Linked DNA regions of Mus musculus: regions 2 and 3 are each linked to region 1. A link is a contact called in public HiChIP or PLAC-seq data. All regions are on one chromosome and are shown on one strand. The core of a region is the stretch at or near the end of the contact, and the rest is flanking DNA. Distances in the headings are between cores, read along the strand shown. Region 1 overlaps Stum (mechanosensory transduction mediator). Region 2 has its middle 19 kb from the start of Lin9. Region 3 overlaps Lin9 (lin-9 homolog (C. elegans)).

What was found. HiChIP or PLAC-seq counts read pairs in DNA pulled down with a chosen protein or histone mark.
Region 2: an H3K27ac HiChIP or PLAC-seq map of the HPC-7 cell line shows a contact between it and region 1, with 6 times the contacts expected there. The contact joins two enhancer-like sites. A contact is called at or near these places in 1 of 15 datasets of contacts at CTCF or cohesin (large pre-B cells), 11 of 484 Hi-C or Micro-C datasets (CD8 T cells, the G1E-ER4 cell line, the MNK3 cell line and 5 more) and 5 of 115 datasets of contacts at active chromatin or transcription factors (the HPC-7 cell line, craniofacial prominence, embryonic limb bud and 2 more).
Region 3: a contact with region 1 is called in an H3K4me3 HiChIP or PLAC-seq map of bone marrow-derived macrophages, with 4 times the contacts expected there. The contact joins two enhancer-like sites. A contact is called at or near these places in 2 of 15 datasets of contacts at CTCF or cohesin (large pre-B cells and pro-B cells), 5 of 484 Hi-C or Micro-C datasets (B cells, bone marrow-derived macrophages, embryonic stem cells and 2 more), 6 of 115 datasets of contacts at active chromatin or transcription factors (astrocytes, bone marrow-derived macrophages, embryonic basal ganglia and 2 more) and 3 of 9 other capture datasets (embryonic stem cells, liver and pancreatic islet).

The regions. Positions count from the first base shown.
Region 1 is chr1:180,430,659-180,433,358 of GRCm38.p6, forward strand. It overlaps Stum (mechanosensory transduction mediator), which reads right to left. Exons shown (of 4, transcript NM_001081227.2): 4 at 1,715-2,700. Among named protein-coding and RNA genes, the nearest start is that of Gm39712, 24 kb to the left of the region's middle. Within about 2 kb of position 1,368, at least 122 of the 459 cell types and tissues checked have an H3K27ac peak or open chromatin away from gene starts, as enhancers often do. A contact at or near this core is called in the HPC-7 cell line and bone marrow-derived macrophages, where this site is marked.
Region 2 is chr1:180,620,927-180,623,626 of GRCm38.p6, forward strand. No RefSeq gene overlaps it. Among named protein-coding and RNA genes, the nearest start is that of Lin9, 19 kb to the right of the region's middle. Within about 2 kb of position 1,280, at least 5 of the 459 cell types and tissues checked have an H3K27ac peak or open chromatin away from gene starts, as enhancers often do. A contact at or near this core is called in the HPC-7 cell line, where this site is marked.
Region 3 is chr1:180,678,314-180,681,013 of GRCm38.p6, forward strand. The region is part of intron 11 of Lin9 (lin-9 homolog (C. elegans)); the gene reads left to right. Among named protein-coding and RNA genes, the nearest start is that of Mixl1, 17 kb to the right of the region's middle. Within about 2 kb of position 1,393, at least 8 of the 459 cell types and tissues checked have an H3K27ac peak or open chromatin away from gene starts, as enhancers often do. A contact at or near this core is called in bone marrow-derived macrophages, where this site is marked.

The DNA.
Region 1 (2,700 bases), core at 118-2,617:
TGATAGACAGGAAGAGGCTGGACGTTTCCCTTGGCATATGAGGAGCTAAGTGCTGGTCCCTGATCACCCCAGCACTGGTGATAAAATTGCAGGCACATCTCTCTCTGTCTTTCAGCCAGCTGCTCCTGAACCAATGACAGGAGATGATGTATTCTTTCTACCCACCTGATGCTCATGAACCCTGAGATGCCCTAGGAGAGTGATTTTCAACCTGTGGGTCTCAACCCCTTTGGGGGGGCCAAGTGACCCTTTCACAGGGGTCACCTAAAACCACCAGAAAAAAATCAGATATTTATATTACTATTTATTTTTTTAAAACCTTTTTTTATAAGATGTATTTATTTATTATATGTAAGTACACTGTAGACACACCAGAAGAGGGAGTCAGATCTCATTACGGATGGTTGTGAGCCACCATGTGGTTGCTGGGATTTGAACTCAGGACCTTTGGAAGAGCAGTCAGGTGCTCTTACCTGCTGAGCCATCTCACCAGCCCTATATTACTATTTATAACAGTAGCAAAATTACAGTTATGAAGTAACCAGCAATGAAATTAATTTTATGGTTGAGAGTCACCCTAACATGAGGCACCATATGAGAGCCACTGCTCTAGAATATTCCATGGGTACAGGGAAGCCCAGAGGCTAATTATCCCCCAGGCACTGATCTTTCCATAACCCACAAGGGTTCCATCTTGTTAGATTTTTTTTTCTGCCTATCCAGAACTTTCTAGATTCGTCACGAATTGGTATGTGTTCTGGCGTTTCTCTGGCTGTTGATTTGTAGCCTTACAGTCTTGTACTCATCCAGGATATGGAAATTATTTTAATGTTGTATCCTTGTACGAGAGGATGTCCCATGGGCTGCTGAGACGAGTAAGTACTATACAGCATTTGAATGAAGTGCTCTATAGATGTCTGTTAAGACCATGTGGTGTACAATGTCATTTAATTTGAATGTTTCTGTATATTTTGTGGTGAGGGGATGACCTATTGGTAAGAGTGTGGTACTGAAGTCACCCAGTACTATCATGCTAAGGTTAATCTGTGACTTTCCATCTAAATAGCATGCGTTTTATGAGATTGTGTGTACCTGTATTCAGGGCACATACATTTAGAATCATAATGTTCCCCCGATGGATTGTTGTTTTGTTCGAAGTCTATTTTATCAAATTTTACAACAGTTTTGTGCGTTCTCCTGTGTTTATCTGTAATCTATTTCTTTCCCTTCATCGGTAAATTTGTTAGGTTCCCCAGGTCTCCGCGCATCAGCTAATAAAGATGTTGGCTGGGCTGTAGACTGCACCTTGCCACCCCCGCTGCATTTCAGAAGATCCCCTCGTGGTGGCAACCGTCAGCTCTAAGTTCTGACTACTCATACCCCGTGCTCATTTGTGGTTAGCATCATTTCAACATCTATCTCACACACATTTCCTTTGCCAGCCAGTCCAACCTCCCAGGAAGGAAACGGGCACTGTGCACCCTCGGGGCCTGGTGCTTCGTTCAGAGTCTACATCCTTGGCTACAGGGGACCCAGTGAGCGGAGAAAATGTTGGATTGGTCCCCAAGGAAAGGGGAAGATGGCCATCCAAATGGAAAGACCAGCAGGTGAGGTTGTAGGGAGAGAGAGAGAGAGAGAGAGAGAGAGAGAGAGAGAGACGAAAGCATTCAGGGCAGCTGGAGATCTGATTACAGAAATGGAAGACACAGGAATTCAAGAAGCTACCAGGAAGGTCACATGGATGTTTATTAAATAGAAAAGAGGAAAAAGAAGAATAAAAGATTGCCAAAACCATATTTCCAAGGGTTAAAAAAAATTGGAATGCCAAAGAAATGCCATGCTCTGTTATCTTTATAACACGGGGCACTATATGTATGTACACTGTATTATGTATGTATGTATGTACACTCCGTATGTACACGGAGATATGTACACGAGCTTTGTTGCGGGTGGCGTTCCTCACCACGTGTACAGTAGCATTGCTGGAAGGAAGGTCTTCAAAGCTGGCAGAAGGCTGGAGGAGAAGCGGGAGCCCTGCACTACCCCTGCGGGGCTCTGTGGACCCCAAAACAAGGGTGGGGACTCAAGCCTGGGGACACTGAGAAAATTAAGCAAAAGTCAAACCTGGGCCCCATGCTTCAGTTTAAGCCAGGAAAGTCTAGAATCTTTCCAAGGGCTGAGATAGTCCGAGCAGTCTCCAAGAACACTTGTAATCTTTAGAATGGGCTGGCAATGCCTCCGTACCCCCGGGCCCCCACCCGCCCGCCCTCCACCCCCCACCCGCCCTCCACCCCCCACCTGTGCTTGGACTTGGGCATATGGGGTCCCTGTGAGAAGGAGTGAGAAAAGTAAGCCCCCGATGTCGTCAGAGAACAAGAAAATGTACAGCAGTTAATTTAACAGACAAAAGCCAACGGCAACACCAAAACAGTAATCCACAACACAACGCGGCCTGCTCTTAATACAGTGATGCTGCCAGCATCTTCCAAAACAAAAGAGCTCCCGGGTGCAAGGGAGCCAGCCCGGGAAGAGCCCGCGACTACTCCACAGGAAATCGCGGGATTCTCACAAGCCCCAACGTCATTTGTCTCTGCTTAAAACTTGCCCCCTCCTCTACTCCTTGCTGGCTCCTGGGCTGGGGCAGGCAGTGTACTCGTTCAGAAATAAAAATCCTGCCAGAGTCGCAGAAAAGCGTCAGGA
Region 2 (2,700 bases), core at 30-2,529, 190 kb after region 1:
TGGTGCACAGACATACATACAGGCAAAAACAAACAAACAAACCAAAAAAAAAAACAAAAAACCCCTCAAACACATACCTACCCTCCCCATACTGGGTTTCTCTGTGTAGCCCTGACTGTCCTAGAATTCAATCTGTGGCCTCAGACTCAGAGATCTGCCTGCCTCTGCCTCCCTAGTACTGACGTGAAACCATGCCCAGCTTCAAACACATACATTTTTAAAAAGAAGTGGGGCCTTTGGGGCTGGAGAGATGGTTCAGCTGTTAAGAGCACTGGCTGCTCTTCCAGAAGACCTGGGTCCAGTTCTCAGCACCCACATGGCAGCTCACAACTGTCTGTAATTTCAGTTCCAGGGTATCAGACACACTCACACAAACATATATCCAGGCAAATACCAATGCACATAAAATTAAAATAAGTAAGTGATCTTTTAAGAAGCCCTTAAAAAAAATAGGACCCCCATGGCCGGTTTTTAGACCACTGAGGGACATGCCCCTAAAAGGGTCTCTGATTCTTCTGCTCTGGCTTGAGCTGTGAGCAGTGTGCTCTGATCCTGTCTCCTGTTGTGACATTGCCACCTTCTGCAGCAACCCAAACTAATAGGACCATGTGACCTTGGATTTGAACCTCTGAACAATGAACCAATAATATCCTCTGTACTTCTTAAGTCCTTTATCCAGTACTCTGTTACAGTGACATCAGGCTGACACACTGAGGCAAAAGAAATGTTTAAGATTTCCTCCGTGGAGTTAGAGGACATCCCCCACCCCACCCCACCCCCCATCCATGTTCCAGGAAAGTTTCTTCCATCCCTGCTAAAATCCAGCATCTCTTCTCTCTGCAGCTGTATTCTTTCTAAAGCCAGCCGTTGTGGGTCACAACTACTTGCCAGAAATACAATAAATGCAGAAGGAGAAGCCACACAACGTATGGGGCTGTCATCTTGGGAGAACTTCACCAGGGAGCATGAATGAGCCACTGAACTGAACGGCTCTGAGTCTGCTATAGGAGGCGCTTGTGTGTGCCCAGTGGCTAGGCATAGGGCTGCTCTCATTTGCTGAGAATACGTGTGCCAGCAGTGCTATGAGAAGACTGTAACCGAGGTTATTAAAATCCTGGGAGGAACCTAGATTTACAGTGTTCTTGAGTTATATTTGAATGTATACATTCATGTGCCACAGCATGTAGAAGTTGTGTGTGTGTGCCTGTGTGTGCCTCTGTGTGTGTCTGTGTCTGTGGGGGTGGGGTGTACACATGAAGTTGTCATTGCCTCCATTAGGTGGCTCTCTGGGGTCACTCAGGTTGTCAGGTGGGATAGGCAGCAGGAGCCTTTACCCATGAATCATCTCACTGGCCAAAAAGTTGTATGATTTCTCAAAATATATGCTTAGAAACAATCTCAAAGATCATCACCGTGCTGAGTGCCAGTATATTAATATGCATTTATAATTCATTCATTTGTCTAGAAAATAACCACCAAAATGAAACAATTTGATTTTTCTTTTCTGATAAGTGATAGTGTAGTTATCATAGCTAGGTTCCTATTTCTGTGGTAAAACTCTGTGACCAGAAGCAACTCGGGAACGAAAGAGTTTGTTTGCCTTTAGTCACCATCCGCTGAGGCAGGAAGTGATGTAGAGACCACGGAGGAGTGCTACTTGGTGGCTTGCTCCCATGGCTTCCCTGTGGCTTTGTCATCTCATCCATCTGCCCAGGGGTGGCACTGCCCATGGTGGGTCAGATCCTTACATCAACCATTAATCAAGAAAATGCCCTACAGACTTGCCTAGGGGCCAGTCTGATTGAGGTATTTTCTCAATTAACAAATCTTTCTTCCCTCTTCAGTGGGCCTTAATCTATCAGGAGCAGTTGTGCGTTTCTGTGCCTTCCTTTTGTCCTTTGTTCAGGGCACAGTGTTCTGACAGGCACAATCCTGTCTATTTTTGTATTCTTCCATCTTCTGTGTCCAGCTAATGAGTTTGTGCACTGCAAATTAAATCTGCCGCGCCTCTCCTTAGTTATGCCCCAGGCCTGCCCCGCCTCTCCTAGTTAAGCCCTGGGCCTGGCCGTGATGTGTGCTTTTCCTGACTCGTCCCATCTTTGAAGCTTTGTTGTCCCCTCTCATGCCTATCTGGACACTGTGGAGCCACACACACTTATTTTCAGAGACAAGGTTTCTCTGTGTAGACCTGGCTGTCCCGGAACTTGCTCTGCAGAACTCAGACTTAGTAGTCCACGAGTCTCTGCTTCTGCCTCCTGAGTGCTGGGATTAAAGGCTTGAGTCACAAATGTGTTTGTTGAAAGAGAGCAGCGATCAATGAACCTATGAGTGCTTTGCCTTTGGTGGAGTGGACAGGACAGACAGACACTGTTTTTCACCAGCCTGACAATCACTCTCTCTCCTCACCGCATGTGTTTTTCTGACAGCCACACAAACATCTCAACTCGGGAGCAATCAGACTTCAAGCCTGTGTTTCCCAATTATGACCACACATCGGAATCTCTCGCAGAATTGGTGACTACACAAAAAGTTAGCACATACTTGCTTGGTTTCCACTCTTAGCTCGCAATGAACCTACAAACCCTGGCAGCTAAAGTGCCCTCCAGAAACCACGCGGAAAGGGCCAGAGCGGAGCTCAGTGATGGAGCACTTGCCTAGCATGGGCAGGATCCAGAGTCCCACTGCACACACAGTGCACAC
Region 3 (2,700 bases), core at 143-2,642, 250 kb after region 1:
ACATCCTGGGTTAGGATTGGTTTATATTTTCTAGAATACTGTGTAAATAGAATCATACAGTCTGCATGAGCTCTTTTCATGCCTGGTTTTTACATAACGAGTTTGGGATACACATACTTAATGACAGGATTCAGACTACGCCATTTTTTTTTAACCTTCAGTGCCAATGATCAAATCAGGGCCCTGGGCTTGCAGCCCTGAGCTGCTCCTCCCTTTGTGATGGGCCACACTTTATCCATTCATTTATAGATGAGCTTTGGATTTGTCCCAATTTTCAATTTCTCTAAAATTGCTGTGAACATTGGCATACAGGTCTTTGTATAGACAGCTGTTTTTATTTCTCTTGGCATGTTTATGATAGGTGAGTATTTAGCTTTTTACAAACTTGTGTTTTTATACAGGTGTGTTTACTATGTAGCGATCTATTGAATTGTATATGTTTGTGCAATTTTATAATAAAAGTTCAGTTAAGACAAAACTGTTAACAAACAAGATAACTGTTGGGCAAAAGCAGGCAGATCTCATGAGTCAAGGCCAGCCTACTGTACACAGCATATTCTAGGCCAGCCTACTGTACACAGCATATTCTAGACCAGCCTACTGTACACAGCATATTCTTGGCCAGTCTACTGTACACAGCATATTCTAGGCCAGCCTACTGTACACAGCATATTCTTGGCCAGCCTACTGTACACAGCATATTCTTGGCCAGTCTACTGTACACAGCATATTCTTGGCCAGCCTACTGTACACATCATATTCTAGGCCAGCCTACTGTACACAGCATATTCTAGGCCAGCCTACTGTACACAGCATATTCGAGGCCAGCCTACTGTACACAGCATATTCTAGGCCAGCCTACTGTACACAGCATATTCGAGGCCAGCCTACTGTACACAGCATATTCGAGGCCAGCCTACTGTACACAGCATATTCGAGGCCAGCCTACTGTACACAGCATATTCGAGGCCAGCCTACTGTACACAGCATATTCTAGGCCAGCCTACTGTACACAGCATATTCGAGGCCAGCCTACTGTACATAGCATATTCTAGGCCAGCCTACTGTACACAGCATATTCGAGGCCAGCCAGGGTCATATGGTGAAACTCTGTATCAAAAGCAAAACAGTGCTGGGCCGGGCGTGGTGGCGCACGCCTTTAGTCAGAGGCAGAGGCAGGAGGATTTCTGAGTTCGAGGCCACCCTAATCTACAGAGTGAGTTCCAGGACAGCCAGGGCTATACAGAGAAACCCTGTCTCAAAAAAACAAAAAAAAAAAAAAAAAATAAAGCAAAACAAAACTAGTTTTCCCCCATCCTGGGAATGTACACTGGCGCTGACGTGCTAGCCATCACTCTGTCACTGGGCTATACCCCAGCCCTACGACGTTGCCTTTTCTAGCAGGAAGTTATATCTGTGTGGTTTCATTCGAGCATTTGGGAAGTTCATATATAGCCTGACAGGTCATTCTTCCCCACTCACTTAACCTGTTTTTTGACACATGACATTATACTGATTCCCTTTATTTCTCTGGTACCATCTACCGGATCCCCATGGGGACTGCCATGTGTGGTGCAGAGACATACTTGCAGTCAAGCTACCCATACACAGAAGAATAAAAATCTAAAAAAAATTTTATCGTATGTGAAGAATGCTTATATAACTCTCCATTGGTTAGTGTGCAAGGAAGTGCTCATACTTTGTTCAGTGAGAAGATAAGCTACTGGTCTCCTAGAAGGCGACTCACCAAAGCACTGGCCAGAAACCTACTTCTGCATTATCTGTATTACCTATTACTGTGAGAAACATCACGACCAAGGTAACTTACAGAAGGAGTTTGTCTGGGTTTATGGCTCTGAAACAGTAAGAGTCCATCTTGGTGGCAGGAGCAGGAAGCTGAGAGCTCACATTCTCAACCATAATACAAGGTAGACAAAGCTGGCTACAAGTGTTACGGCGTCTCAGAGCCAACCTCCTGTCGAGCTCCTAAACTTTCCCAGCGAGTTCCACCAAATATCCAAACATCTGAGCCCGTGGAGGACATTCTCATTCAAACGACTACGTCTGCTCTCCCCACACTCATTGGCTTGTGACCAAATTAATACAAAATGAATTTAGACCAAATTCAAAGGTCCTTGTAGCCTTTCACAGACTCAACACTGTTTCAAATCCAACGTCTCTTGAAACTCAAGACAATCTCTTAATTATAAACTTCTGTCAAATCAGAAAGAGAATTACATATTTTCTATCAGGGCATAGTGTGGAAAACTGGATCACAGCAAGCCTGGAGCCCAGAGGCAAACCCCAAACCCGGGAGCTCACCTCTGACGTCAGAGGGCGTTTGCTTCCTTTACGTTTTCTGTGTATAAAGTTTCTACTAAAGGAATAAGTGGGCGCTAGAGAGAGTTGAGTGGCTAAGAGTGCATACTGCCCTTGCAGAGAATCTCAGGTCAGTTCCTAGTGCTCACACTGAGTAGCCCACTACAACCTGTAACTCCAGCAGTCCTGTACTTCTGACCTCCATGGACATTGGGATTTATTGTGTACATCCACAATCTCACCTAACTTAAAACAATCAAATAAAAAAAAAAGAGTGAGTAGCAGACATTAGGCATTCCTAAGAGCAAGGGCAAACTCCTTGTAATGTTAACACCATTATCAGGTAAGAACAGTATCACAGTATAGGAAGGTATAATGACC